2 separate regions of the Cricetulus griseus genome follow, and region 1 is linked to region 2. Evidence: chromatin contacts called from public Hi-C data. All regions are on one chromosome and are shown on one strand. Each heading gives the region's core, a stretch centred on a gene start, on an enhancer-like site or on the middle of the called end of the contact. The rest is flanking DNA. Distances are from core to core; before and after follow the strand shown. Region 1 overlaps Slco3a1 (solute carrier organic anion transporter family member 3A1). Region 2 holds the start of LOC113834922 (vegetative cell wall protein gp1-like).

Evidence for each region. A called contact is a pair of places that touch in the nucleus more often than the background predicts.
Region 1: a Hi-C map of liver shows a contact between it and region 2, with 2.4 times the contacts expected there. The contact joins the enhancer-like site here to the promoter of LOC113834922 in region 2. A contact is called at or near these places in 2 of 8 Hi-C or Micro-C datasets (fibroblasts and liver).

Annotation. Positions count from the first base shown.
Region 1 is chr3:122,934,753-122,941,263 of CriGri-PICRH-1.0, forward strand. All of the region lies in intron 2 of Slco3a1 (solute carrier organic anion transporter family member 3A1), which reads left to right. Among named protein-coding and RNA genes, the nearest start is that of Slco3a1, 180 kb to the left of the region's middle. Within about 2 kb of position 1,454, at least 4 of the 6 cell types and tissues checked have open chromatin away from gene starts, as enhancers often do. A contact at or near this core is called in fibroblasts, where this site is marked.
Region 2 is chr3:122,752,472-122,759,654 of CriGri-PICRH-1.0, forward strand. LOC113834922 (vegetative cell wall protein gp1-like) reads right to left here and starts at 1,891. Exons shown (of 3, transcript XR_003483929.2): 1 at 1,402-1,891. It overlaps Slco3a1 (solute carrier organic anion transporter family member 3A1), which reads left to right and starts at 1,225. Exons shown (of 11, transcript XM_027408153.2): 1 at 1,225-1,404. The coding sequence starts at 1,225.

The sequences.
Region 1 (6,511 bases), core at 204-2,703, 180 kb after region 2:
TCCGGTTTAAGGCATTAGAGAAAGCTTTTCAGAATTTACCCTCTCCCCACACTTGGTAGGACCACAAGGCTCCAGGCAGTTTGCAGACAGCACAGAGGCCCCAGACTGAAGGCAGCCTTGGAACATACTCCTACCTAATTTACAGCTGCAGGCACTTGGAATGTTCTGTCTGTGTGTCATTATCTGCCTTGCTCCTTAGCTGTCAGAACGAGAGAGCTGGAGGCTGGGGTCCCAGAGCCAGCTCCTCTTTGGAGCACCCCATTCTCTCCCTTCCCTTCACTGGGGTTTGGCGTGATGTATCTGCACCCACTTGCCATGTTCCTACCAACTGTGTAGCCGAGGAAACCCAGAACCTTCTGAGGCTCACTGTGACACACTGTATCCCCAACCTGCTTTCCATGGCAGTTCCTAGGAACCCACACATATTTTGAATTTCTACTCATGACCAGCCATGCTGGGTATTATAGGGAACACAGGGAACTAAGACAGAGCTCACACGGCTCCTTAGTCTGTGGTCTGAATCAGTGTTCTAGTAGGGATATTTCCCCCTCTCCTGGGATATTGGGCAATATCTAAACAATTTTGGTTATCATGACTGGAGGAAGAAGGTACATCTAAGTACCTGAGATGCCCAGGGCTCTTCCCCCATCCAGGAATGACTTGCCATCTTATGACTGCAGGGCTGGGGTTCAGAGACCATGATCTAAATAGACCAACCCAGATGTAGATGCAGGTACTTTCACTGAGATGTGGCAGTAACTTGAGAACCCATGCACATAGAGGACAGAGACTCTGTGCCTCTCAGTGAGTGGTCCTCTCTTGCTGTCCTTTGATCCACACTGAACAGCAGATTTCATCTTGGAAGGACAGGGCATATATGAGGAAGAATTCATTTGCACCCCAAATTTGTTATAAAAGGGCAGTGTTATCCCACATATGCAGATATATCTAGTGATCCAAGGTTTCACTTCTCAGTTCCCACCCTTCCAAGTCAAAATCCACCCCCAGACAAAAGCCTGCAAAGGCCACAGGGACCCCAGTGTGGGAGCCCAGCCCTCTGGAGGAAGAGGGCTACGTTCAGCAATGAGTATTCCTTTATGTTTGCCTTCTCGGCTGAGCTCTGCTGGGGAAGTTATGAATGAGTCATGGTGAATCACTGGGGAATGCCCTCCCTGGAGCGACTGTGCCTGAGAATCCACCCAGGCAACAGAAGTCTGCCATTCCTTTCCTGCGCACCCCCCCCAAAAAAGATGGCAAATAAAGCAGAAAGTGGTTAACGTAACTACATCTATAACTTTATACTGTTAAAGTAAGAAAAATACAGAATGCCAAGAGGAGCCAAATGGGAAGGATTCCCACTCGAAATCAGGAAGGGCAGAGTACAATGAAGACTGAAGACTCTGCTGTGTGGGCATGAGGCTCATTCAGAACCAGCTGCTCTGAGCAAGTAACCCCCCTCAGAGAGGTGAAGGCAGAGTGGAAAGATCACATGGGCCTGTGATTCATAAAACCAGAGTCATCACACCAGTGGCTTTCTTACAATATTGCCTGGCCTGTTAGAGCATCCTTGGCTCATTGGTTTGCAGAGTGGGTTTCAGTGGTACCTCACACCACTGTTTTCAGGATGCGATCAGTTAAGGCCAAGAAAGTTAAGCAACCTTCCAGAATTAGCATTAGATGTCAGGGTGTGAGGGCATCAATGTGGCTTCCATGCCATCTTTTAAAGGTGGCATCCTGCAGTGCTTAGGGCTGAGATGAAGTCTGGGGTAGACACTGAGATCCCACAGGGCAAGAGGAGTAGGTGAGGAGTGGTAGAAAGATGAGCATGAGTTTACAGATGGTTATGGCAAGATGGGGGTGTTATTCTAGCCAGGTCTTTTCAAGTCGAACTTTGCATCATTTGAAATTATCTTTTAAAGAACAGCTATAAAGAGTGGTTACTCAAGTGTGAATGCACCATTCACTTACAAATAGAATAATAGCTCAGGTGGTAAATGTTATATCAACTTTGCCACCATCAAGCAGACACATGTGTAAGAAAGATAACTCAAATACGTGGGCTGTGGGAATTGTAGAGACACAGTGACATAACTCAGAAAGAAAAACAGACACCTGGGGGTCTAGCATTCAATGCTCCTGAACCCTTTTCTGGGAATATGTCAATAACTATGGAAAGGAATAAGCCTGGGGACTCTGGAGTGAGAGATGAGCTGAAGGAGGAGCAGTGTCTCAAGACAACAGCCTCACCAGGACCTAGAAGAATGGGTGTTCACAGGGGTGTGGGAGAGAAAGACAGCACAGCCTTAATGCTCTTTCCATGGAAGCTGGCTGTTCCAGGCCCATGCCCCCATCCCTGGAATGTGGGCCATAGGTGGGGCAGCCCTGAGCTGGGGCAGCTCCCAGTCTGCAAGGCTACAGAGGAGGGAACACAGAGTCCTCTCAGTTGGAAGGGATTCAGAGGGCAGGGTGGAGGATTTGGGAACTGATGAAGTAAAGGTTACACACCCCTTTAAGCCTTTCATGAAGCACATATCAGAGGCAGAGTGTGAAAGCAAAGTGTCGTGCATCTCAGTAGCTCAAAAAAGCTGCCCCTGCCCTGAGATTTCACGAGATAACTGGTGGCCCCATGTTCTTGTCCCGATGGAAGGTTTTGGGGTGGCAGTGAGGGCTACTGTGACAGAGTGGACGTTCCTTGCCAGGTGTTGGGTTCTTTTTTGGCCCTAGTGTTTCAGTTGTGAGTTCTGGGCACATGCCACTTTTCCCCTTCAGGCTTCAGAATCCCCACCTTGGAATGAGAAGCCAAGCCTTCTCTGCTGCCTCAGTTTACTTAGTTAAGTAGAAGAGTTCCTGCTGACAGGCCATTTGCACCTGTGTTTACTGTCATTCCTGGCACATCAAAGATACTGGATGTGTCTCATGTGTGATCTGAGGTCCCAAGCATGATGAGATTTGGCCCCCTGTACTGAGTCACTTGCTTAGGATGTAAGGAGGTTCTTAGCCAGAGGGCCATTCTTCTTTCAACAACCAGTGTAAGTTAGTGACATAAGTCAGTGCTTACTTGTGATGAGCCCCATGTAAGATGGCTGGCCACCAGAGCAGGGCAGGTACTCCTGAGTTTTCTTCTTGGATTCTGATAGCTTTTCAGTTGGTTGGTAAGTTTCAAAGGGTTTTAGATAGTGCAAAATGAGATGTTTGAGAAAAATGAGAAAACGCTGATGGTGAGTAGCATAGCTCCCCTTCTGGTGTGTGTGTGTGTGTGGGGGATTAGTAACTTGTCTAGATACTGTGACAAAGTACTCTAACCAAAGAAACTTAAGGAAGAAAAGGATCCTTCTGGCTCATGGTTAGAAGGTGCCAACATCCCTGAAGAGAAGGGTTGGCAGCAGGTGTGGGAGGTGACTGGTCACATGAAGGCTGTTCCTCTGTTCCAGTTTCTCCTTCTTGTCTGGTCCAGGACTCCAGCCAATGAGATGGTGTTGCCCACAGTTAGGGTGGGTCTTCTCAGTTCAATTAACTCAATCCAGAAACTTCTTCAGGACAGACTTGCCCAGAGACATATTCCTTGATGATTCTAGGTCTGATTGGGGTGACAGTGGAGGTTACCCAATATAGGAGTGGTTTGTTTTCTCTTGTTCCTTGTTTGCTTTTCATTTGCTGGGTTTTGAATCATGTTCTTAGAAGGTGATGTGGCCAAATCATTGTTCATTCCATCTTGTTTAGCACGACTTGTTTTTGTGCCTCTGCACTATTCTTAAGTAAATAAAATATCTGAGAGAAAAGCCAGTGATGGCCTCCAAATTTTGGCAATGGGTCTCTTTCTGATGGATATGTATGTATGTATGTATGTATGTATGTATGTATGTATGTATGTATGTACATAATAGTGGGGTATGTATGCATACACACACACACACATCCACACATATATAATTCATCACTGGATGTGGGATGTTGCCATATTTGAGGAGGTACCAACTCTTCATCCATCATAAGAACTTTATGTAGAAATCTACCTAGTATACCCCCCCAAAAAAAGGTGTGACATCAGCTCCTTCAGTTATATCCATCCATTCGGCTCCTCCCCACCTCCTGCTTGGGAAGCCCAGTTTTAAGAAGCCCTGTATGAAACTAAAGTTTTAACAGAGAGGTGAGTGGAGGCTGAGAGTCAGAGTCCTAGCCTTGGAGATGAGATAGGGCAGGTGATAGGGAGCTTGAACCAAGACAGTATGACATCTATGTCTGTGAGAAGTAAAATATTGTCTATACCACTGTTTGTGTGAGGTTGAAATGAGATCAGCGGTCCTAGGTCATAATGAAAGTGTTTACTCCAGAGAACCACTGCTCTAGATTATAAGAATTTAACCATAGGCAGCCTGTTGAACACTTTCTAGTCATTCCTTTTAGGATTAAAATAATAAGAGGCTGGGATTGTTGCCTGCCTGGAGCTTCAGATGGGAGGTGTCCCACAGACTGAATCATGGGGCCGAACCACACACTGCTTTGAAAAACCAGCTCCTCCCTTCCCATCCCCAAGCAGAGTCTGGGGTGATTTTCAGACATAATGAGGGCTTGTATGGGTTGCTCACTCCAGTTCTGTTCCCAGGTGGTCCCTGAAGATCCTAGTCTACAGCCACAGTGGACATGGTGTGGGCCAAAGGCCTGCCACTTGTCTGGTCCTGATGTCTGTCCTGTTGGCTTTCTAGGTAGTTTCTCCCAGCTGTGGATTTAACCTATCTCATTCTTCCTGGATCCATGTTCAGTCTTCAGTTTATTAACCCTGCCTCTTTCAAGTGATCATTTTGAATAAATATGTTTCATTGCACGCACAGAGAAAACAGGATAGAAAAAAGCTGTGGGGCACATCACAGACCCTATTCCGGTTGGCCAGCCCCCCCCCCCACCTGCTTTGCTTGCTGAACATGCTGCAGCTAGCTCTTCTTCTGGTCCTATTCATTTTTCCTGTCCTGAGCACTGAGCCAGCAGTTTGTCCAGTCTGTACCTGCCTCCCCACTCGATGTGTTTATGGTTTTCCCCACTCTCATCAGCCTCTGACCCTATCAGAAAACCACAGAGGAAATGAAGTTAGTCTGGCTCGACTTTCTCCTGCTGAACCCTGTCGACACCTGACAGCAACAGCTCCCTGCTCACAGAACCCATAAATCCAGGCTTTAATAATCTATCCTCGGATTTCACCAGGCTTCAACAATCGCCAGTCTGTCATGTCAGCAAACAGCCTTGTCCTTCTCGGTGATAAATCAGGGTGAAATTAGCATTTCACACACACCCTGACTCTCTGCCACAAGTCTTCAAACAAAACGCTTGGCATCTCAGCACTGCTGGAGGTGGGGTTGCAGAGGTTCGAGATCACAGCTGCTCCCTACAGCTGGCTCACCTGGCTGTCACCTCTCCAGTCTGTTTCGGAATTCCAGTTGGAGCCTGGAGACATCAGCCCTGCCTCCCAGCCATAGTGGGGGGCGGGGCGGGATTTCTGCAGCTGCAGTGCAGCCCTTGTTGCTGCCAGTGCTTCTGGATGTAGGATGTAGTTCTAATGGTGGGATTCTTGCCTCAGCACGGAGCTGGGGCAGCCCCAGCCTACAGTGTACGCTCAACAGAAAGCCTCAGTTGGTCCCCACCCCTGCCTGGCCTGGCCTGGCCTGGCATCTCCAGCCTACTTTGGGAGGCTAGTCTACCCAGAATTCATAGGTGCACTGGGTGGTTCTGGACATTTGTTAGAAAGTGTCAGAACACTGATGGTTTTGAAAGAGGAGGGTTTGAGTTGGCAAGTTTGCCAACATTTAATCTAGACAGGTACAGACTGCAGGGTCGGAGCCTGTTGGCGTGAAGGTCTCTCTTTCCTTACCCGACAGTCATTGATGACCGCAGATCTCCTCTAATCCCCTGGGCCTTGGTGACCTCTAGGCTGTGAGCCACTTTCAGAAGAGCAGGTGATCCTCCAGCACATCACACCAGGGAGGGGACATTCTTTGGCATGTGAAGGTTTCTGGCTCCCTCTAGTGACAACTTCAGATGCCTGCGTTTTACCCCACCATTTCCACAGAGGTGGCTCATGATCTTGCCAGGTGGATGGATAGATGAACATGGGGCCAGGGACCTCCACTCTGTGCCACAGAAGGCTGTCCTCAGTAGAAACCCATGTGACTCAAGTCCAGTTCTTCCTCTGTTATGACACTCAGGTTCTGAGCAGTAGTTGGGCTATGGTCAAAGCCTCGTTTTCAGAATCCTACAATGAGACTTGTTCCTTTAGAACTTACTAGAAGAATTTCTGTGGGTCAAGACTATTCTGTTGCTTTTTTTTCCTTTGGGAGTGACAAATGTAAGAGTCTGGTCAAGGCTTGCTAGACTTGGGCTTCTGTCCAGTCAACTTCATGTATGTTGAGGGGAATAAACAGTATCCAAAGCACTGTCACCCAGCAAGCATTTAATGAGGAGAGATATTGGTGTTGCACTACTGCTGCCTCCTTGGGGCCCAGCTGAGGTAACAGTGGGCTTT
Region 2 (7,183 bases), core at 641-3,140:
TGTGGGTGAGGACTGATGACAATTGGGCGCTGCTGCAGGCGGACCTTCAGGCCAGGGTCAGGGAGGGCCACATAGTCAGGAGATGGGTGGGGACAGAGGAGGCTTGTGGCTCACTGCTTCCTGAATTCGGACTGCAAGCAGCTGGAGAACTAAACACGGCCCTCTGCTGGGGTCCTTGTGACCTGCAGCCGCCTGTAGTCCGTGGCTGGGGGGAGATTATCTGTCAGTGAAGACTCCCTAAAGATCTAACTTCCCTTCTCGGCGCTTCTGTTTCTTTCTCCCATTTTCGGGGAATGGGCGATTTAGACAGGTTCAGTAGCCACCGAGTGCTGGAGCAAAGGCTGGCAGACCGAAGAAGCCCCTGGCAGCTCCGACCTCTGGCATTTTCCGGAGCCCTAAGCGCAACAACTGTCCCCAGAAATTCATGAAACAAGCCGAATACAGCACCAGTACCCGGGATTCTCGTTATGGAAGCAGCTCCTCATCTCCCGCCCTAACACTCGGGTACCTAAGCATTAGGTACCGGGACTAGAAGTAGGGTGCCTGTGAACCCCCATCTCTGTGCACCATTGCTGGCCGCACTACCTACCACCCAGTTTCCGCCGTGGCGCCCAGGGCCCCACAGTGCCTCCTAGTGTCCGGGTAGCACCTTCATTGCTCAGCCTCCCACCTCACCAGGACTCCCCGATTCTACAATTTCTCGGGGGCAGCTAGACCCCGCGAGCCGTGACTATCAGCCAGTCCCCAGCGCCCCAAATAGGTCTCCTCGTGCCTCTTAGAAGCGAAGTCGCAGCCAGTAGTGGCGCAGCGGGAGGCTCAAGTCGGCGATCAGGCCGTGGCCAGGGTTTGGGGCGCTAGGAGTGAAAGCAGGCGAGGCCGGGGGGCCAGGGGCAGCCGGTGAAGGCAGCGACGGGCGTCTGAGGGAGGTGAAGCGGCGGGCGGCGCGAGGAGTCCCTGTGATTGGCACAGCCCGAGCTGGAGGAGGCGGCAAGGGGAGGGCGGAGGAGGAGGAGGAGGAGAGGGAGGAGGAGGAAGGGGGCGAGCGCGGCGGCGGCGAGGAGCGGAGCCTTCAACCTCTCCAGCCGCGGCAGGACGGGGGCGGCCGCCGCGGGTCCGGGGCGGAGACAGCACGCAGCCTCGCAGCGCGCACCCCCGCCCGGCAACGGCCACGACACCCGGGGCGAGCGGGAAAGCGGCGGCGGCGGCAGCGGCGGCGGGGGAAGGATGCAGGGGAAGAAGCCGGGAGGCTCGTCGGGCGGCGGCCGGAGCGGCGAGCTGCAGGGGGACGAGGCGCAGAGGAACAAGAAGAAGAAAAAGAAGGTGTCCTGCTTTTCCAACATCAAGATCTTCCTGGTGTCTGAGTGCGCTTTGATGTTGGCGCAGGGAACGGTGGGCGCCTACCTGGTGAGTCCGGGTGCCAACTCTGCCGCGGACCCCCTCCCCTGCCGGCGCTTCTTCTGCTTGCTGCCTGGCACCGGGAGGGGGCCTCGCCGGCGCCGGGGGCAGGCGGGCATGACCTCGGCCGGGCGCGGAGGTTGGCGACTGGTGCAGAGGCGGCCGCCGGGGGAGCTGCCGGCCCGGAGCGGGCGGGACCGTGGATGCCGGCAGCAGCTCGTGCGCTTGGCAGGGGCTGGGGGCCGGGGAGGGGGGTGCCCGAGTGGAGTCGCCGCGGGCAGGTGGGCATGCAACTGTTTCTTCTTCTCTCTCGAAAACGGAGCCAGATGGCGAGTTCAGGTCAGGGAGCCTCCTCGGAGACTGGAAAGGCATCACGGTTCAGGTGACCTGCACATGGGAGGAAAAGCCAGTTAGCATCCTGCGTCCTCTACTCTCTGTTTCATCCGCCCGGAGAACGAATCATTATGCATCATTTTTCCCCAGGCTCTTTCTCCATCCGCCAATTGCCGGGGAATTTAACAGCTTAGAGTAAAAGGCGCCCGAGTGTGGCCCTGATCTGAGTGGTTGTTGCAGGGGGAATAGTCCCACCCAGATCCCAATAGCCATCTTTCAGTGTGGGGATAAAGTTACAGTACCTGGAGAGCAGCTGCGAGTTTGTGTAGTTTTAGCTTAATTCCCTACTGTGGTCGCTCTCGCCCACACAGGGAGTGGATCACTGCGTACAATATGTATCTATTTTATTTGCCTTTAGAAAGGGATTATTGATGCTCAAAAGGCCCATGGACGCCTACTATAACCAAAGAATCCGCTTGTAATGACTCAGCACTGTCAAGTACCTACTTTGTTGCTTTTTCCTGCAGTGCTCAGGTGGTCCGCACTTGAGACAGTGCACTTCCATACCGGTCCTGTCTTAACAGGAAAAGATGTCTCAGGGTGCATGGTGTTAAACCCTTGCTTGGCTATTGACCTGAAACTGGAATCAAATGTCATAGATTGTAAGTGTTAGGGAGCACATTTGATGGAGATTGAATCGGACAAGATTTCAAAAGCGGTTGGATAACCACATCCAGAGATAGAGCCATGTGTATCCTGATGTTATCATGAATCCCTCATTCCTGGCCCTGGGTTAAAGAAAGTTAATGAGGGCCAGACTCTGAGTATCCAGTGCCATTAACAATTACCCAAGGCTCTTACAGGCTAAGGTGAAGTGAAGTAGTGCTTGGTTAGAATTAGTTATGCGGTGTCAAGGGGGGTGGGGGGGTGGGACACCTCTGTGGATGCAATTCTGTTCCTGGGATGACAGAACTCCAGAGCACTTAAGAAATCAAATTCATTTCTGTTGCCCTTCCCTTGATGAACAGCCTTGTGCATATATGTTGTTACTAAATCCTGAGGCCAAAAGTGTTCAGTTTTATCACATGTATTAATTTTGTTTATAGTTGTAATACTACACTGTAAACTTTTGGATTTGCTCGATAAAGATGATGTTTGGAGGGGCAGCTTCTTTAGGGGTGATTTGACTGTTAAAATACTTAGGAGGTACATGTGTTACTAGAGGCGAATGCAAGTTAATACTGATAGGTGTGAATCTGTAGCATATGCAAACTGTTACATCTAACTGGGTCTTCATGTAAAAGGAGGCAATGAGTCTATCAACAGCTGGATCTTGTTTAACAGTTCCTTTGCTTCAAACCAGTTTTGCTTAAGTGTGCGTTATTCACATGTGGAGAACAGCAAGGCTATACTTTTCATCCCAGGAATGATGAATGCCTGAGCTTAGGGGTTTTTGCTTGTAGTGACTTAAGGATTTTAGAAGCAAGTGAAACTGAGCCTCAAGCAGATGAGTGGCCCCGTTCTTTGTGGAAAGTTTAAAAGCAAGTGCTTCTACCATGGGAAACTTCCCCAGGCAGGGCTGGCCCTGAGAGATGAGGGGTTATCATGAATCTCAGGACAAGGAAGGGCAGGAGGCATTCAGTCCACCTGCTGGTGGTATTTGGACACTTCTGTCCCTGATGGAAAGTCTTGGGGGGGGGGTAAAGGGTAACAGGAGCCAACAGGTGCCTTGCATAAAGCAGATGGAGGCCCAGGAGAGGACAGGCCAAGGAAATTGAATTACTTCTAATCACTAGCAGGGCAAGCATAATATTCTCAGGGCCCTGCTTGGCCCCTCTGCCCCTGACTTCCCTTTACTGCATGAACCTCATGTCAAGACTAGGTAGCTACTAGGATTGGCCCAGTCTGCTTGCTGCTGGACTTTGGTCTTCTGGGTCACTTAAGAGGTTTCCCTTCCTCTGTCATTTGGGCAGGTGGGGAAAGTTCTGGTTTTCTTTCAACCACAGGAGATTTCTGTCTGGAAGTTTGAGGAAATCACTTATTATAGGGGGGTCAAGTGAAAGGCAGCTTTCTTCCTTTTAAACTGTCATAGCATCTTTCCTAGGGAACCTGAGACCCTGAGTCCGTGTGAGGAACACAGGTGGTCCATGTGCAAGGGGTGTGCAATATGTGATCTATTCAGTGGGATTCAGCACACTCTTCTGAGAAAGTGTTTTCAGAGACCTGATGAAGAGCTTGCTGTGGGGCATTGCCAGCTAGTCTTTCTTTCTCCTTAAGGAGGATGGCTGCAAGTTGGATGTCAATGGTAGTATTTCCTATTTGATGTCTAAAGCCCATGCAGCTACCTTGTGTTTTTTAATCTCCCTGGGTGCCTTTCTATTTTTAAGTATTGGGAAGCATCATTTCATTTTTTCTCTTTCATTCTGAAGAGACAGATTTCTCATTGCCCTTAGTGTGTCCTCAGCGACATTGGTGTAGTTTTCCCAACTGCAGAAGTGAGTGAGGCAGGAAGTGGCTTGTGATTTGAGAAGTGGCCCTGCAAAGTAGGACTCCTGTGTGGTGTGTGGAGGTAGGGGGCTAAAAGGAGGTAAGAAAGAGGAGGAAAGGGTGGAGAGGGAAGAGAAAGGGGGAAGGGTTGGAGAGAGGGGGAGGAGGAGAAAAAGGTGAGAGATTGAGATTTTGATTGTCTTCTCTCAAGAACATGCCTGTGAAGGAGACTCAAAAAACTGTATATAGCAAGGCATGCTAGTCTGAGACCCTGCAAGTTTTTGCTTGGGTTTTGAGGTCTTCCAGGAAGTGAAGAGGACTAAGACTCTGACATCCGTGCTAGATTTTGGTAGGACAATGTAGATAAGGTAACTCAGGTGTCACACAGCTTAGCCAGAATGCCTGAAATCCTCACTTAGGACAATGCTGTGCTGCGACATCTTCAACAGCTAGGTTGGCTATGATGATGTAGATGTAGATGTAGACACATTGTGTTAGAAGAGGCTCACTGAGTTTAATGATCATTGTACCTTACCTATATTGTCCAAGACAAAGCCATGTGTATTTCCGGTACCTGGGTGTTTGCTTCCAGGGGCTCCTGGATGTAATGCCCTATTTGCAGGAATATACCTGCTGTGGAAGTCTTGGTCTGCTGAAAGACGGTCCAGGCATGTGGGAACTGACTGGAGAGAAAACCATTTGTGTAGATTTATCTGTGCATTGTGGGTGCTTACTGAGATGTGGCAAGCCAGGCAACTCTGCAGAGACAGGTTTGTATATGTTATGGAATTACTGAGGAGTTGGGGAGATAAGGATGTGTACAGGAAATTAAAACTGCTGACACCTTAGGCAATTTCGAATGAAGCTCAAGAGAGATTCTTTTGAATTGCTTCAGGACACACACTGAATAAAGGCCCCTGTTAGTCTCTGGGAATTTCAGTGGACCCCAGTGAAGCAGAGGTGGGCCTTTTCCTATTTAAGTTATGCAGAAGTGTGTTTGAGGTTGTGGTTACAGAGTAGTGACATAGATGACTGAGTGTGGCTAATGACACGCTGTCTGTCTGCTTGATAGTCACTTATTTTTAGGCCAGAGAACATTCAGTAGGTTTACAGTTAGCTGCCACGGTTGATATTTTCTTTTTTCTCTGAAGAAGCATCTTTTTGAAGATAGGTTCTTGCATAGCTAGTCTAGAAGCTGACAGCTGAAGAACATTTTTAAAGTCCTTGTCAAATTAGTATGATGACTAAGTTAACTATTTTACTTAATCAAATTATTTTATACACTTATGGTTACTCATAATGACAAATTCCCTGCTATTTGCATAACTACTATATAGCCCCAGGTAGTAAAACAACAACAAAAAGAAGACTGAGTTTTTTCCCTTATAGCTTTGTTTAAAATGTTTAACTAATACTCCTTAAGGAAAAAGTGTATTTCTGAAAATTCTCCTCAACAAGGCTTGTGTACATACATACCTTTGTTTCTTTGGGGAGCATGTAAGGAGGGTATGTGTGTGCTTTAACAATAGAAGAATCTAAGTGGATTACTTGTACAGTGAGCAAGATTTCTTTCCTGGGTTTGGCTAACCCAGGCCCAGCCCCCCATTCAGTTGCAATACCTTATGCCAAGGGTCCAGAGTTCTTACTGTGTGGTGCTGCCTTGCCTTGAGGATGGGTTCTGTGTCATTTTGACTCATCCTGCCTGCTGCTGGAAGGGCTTCTTCCTGTGGCAGGCTGTATAAGGTTCCTTCTGTGCGGTTCATGAACCAGCAATGGCAGGCAGAGTTCCAGCAGGAAGTTCTCTGTATTTGTTTTGCAGATCTGATGGCAGACTTGGAGGCTCTACTCTGACCAGGGTCTTGCACACCTAGCAGTGTGGCCAGGGGATGTGCAAGTGTACGCTGCAAAAAAAAAAAAAAAACTGAGTCTCATTTGATACAGGAGAATCCAGTTCCTTAAGGGCCACATCTCTAGTGTGACTCCCAGCTTCAACACACATTTAAAGGGCACAGATTTCCCAGGCTAAATCTGTTAATAAGCATATACCCATGAAGAAGAGCCATGATAGTAAACTTCATGACACCTCTACTTTGCATAAGTACTTATGTTCTGTGCATGGTTGCATGCTCTAAATGATTTGCATACATATCTGGCCAATTCTGAATGTCATATACTTCCTTTTTGTTGTTTTTGAAAAAAGTATTTCAATAGGGTTTTGTCGATTGTTTTACTGTAGTGCTGGGGATTGAACACAGGACCTTGCACATGATAGGCAAGTGCTCTATCATTGAGCTACACTCCCAATTCCTTAATGGTAATTTTGATTGTATGTCTTCATATGGGTTTAGACTGAGGGCTTTATGGAGACAATTCTGGCTATATTTTATTGCCTCTTGGAAATGCTGTTGGTAGTTTGTGGCCCGGAAAGATACCCTTGCTTCCTGCTCTTATTTATTTTGCCTTTGTTTTGTCTGCTTCTTTGTCTACAGAAGGTTAATTATTGACCTGGATTCTATAGGATAAGTGAATTTGATGTGTTGGAAAAACACATGCATATAAGGCAGCCACGGGAGAGATTACTTGTCAGTGATTAACACCCCCATTAAGTGATTAAAGTTCAAGATGGAGAAAGGCTTGTGTCTGACAGTGGTGGACATTGGATACTATTATTGGAAGACCTGGGGTTCATTTCTGTATCCTGTCCCTTTCCGTCTCTCTGACCTTTAGGCCAGTGACTTAACCTGTCTCTTCCTTGCTTTTTTGTCCTTTTAAACTGATGCTAATTGTGATCCCCATGATATTGTGAGGGTTTACCTGTAAAGCACTTTGGATTCCATCTGGCATGTAGTAAGTATCCAGTACATATTAGCCATTATTATCAACATGGCCGTGCACATTTCCAGAAGATATAGTGATGTTGCAACCTCACCCACCGAATAATAAAATTATTTTAATCAGGCATTGATTT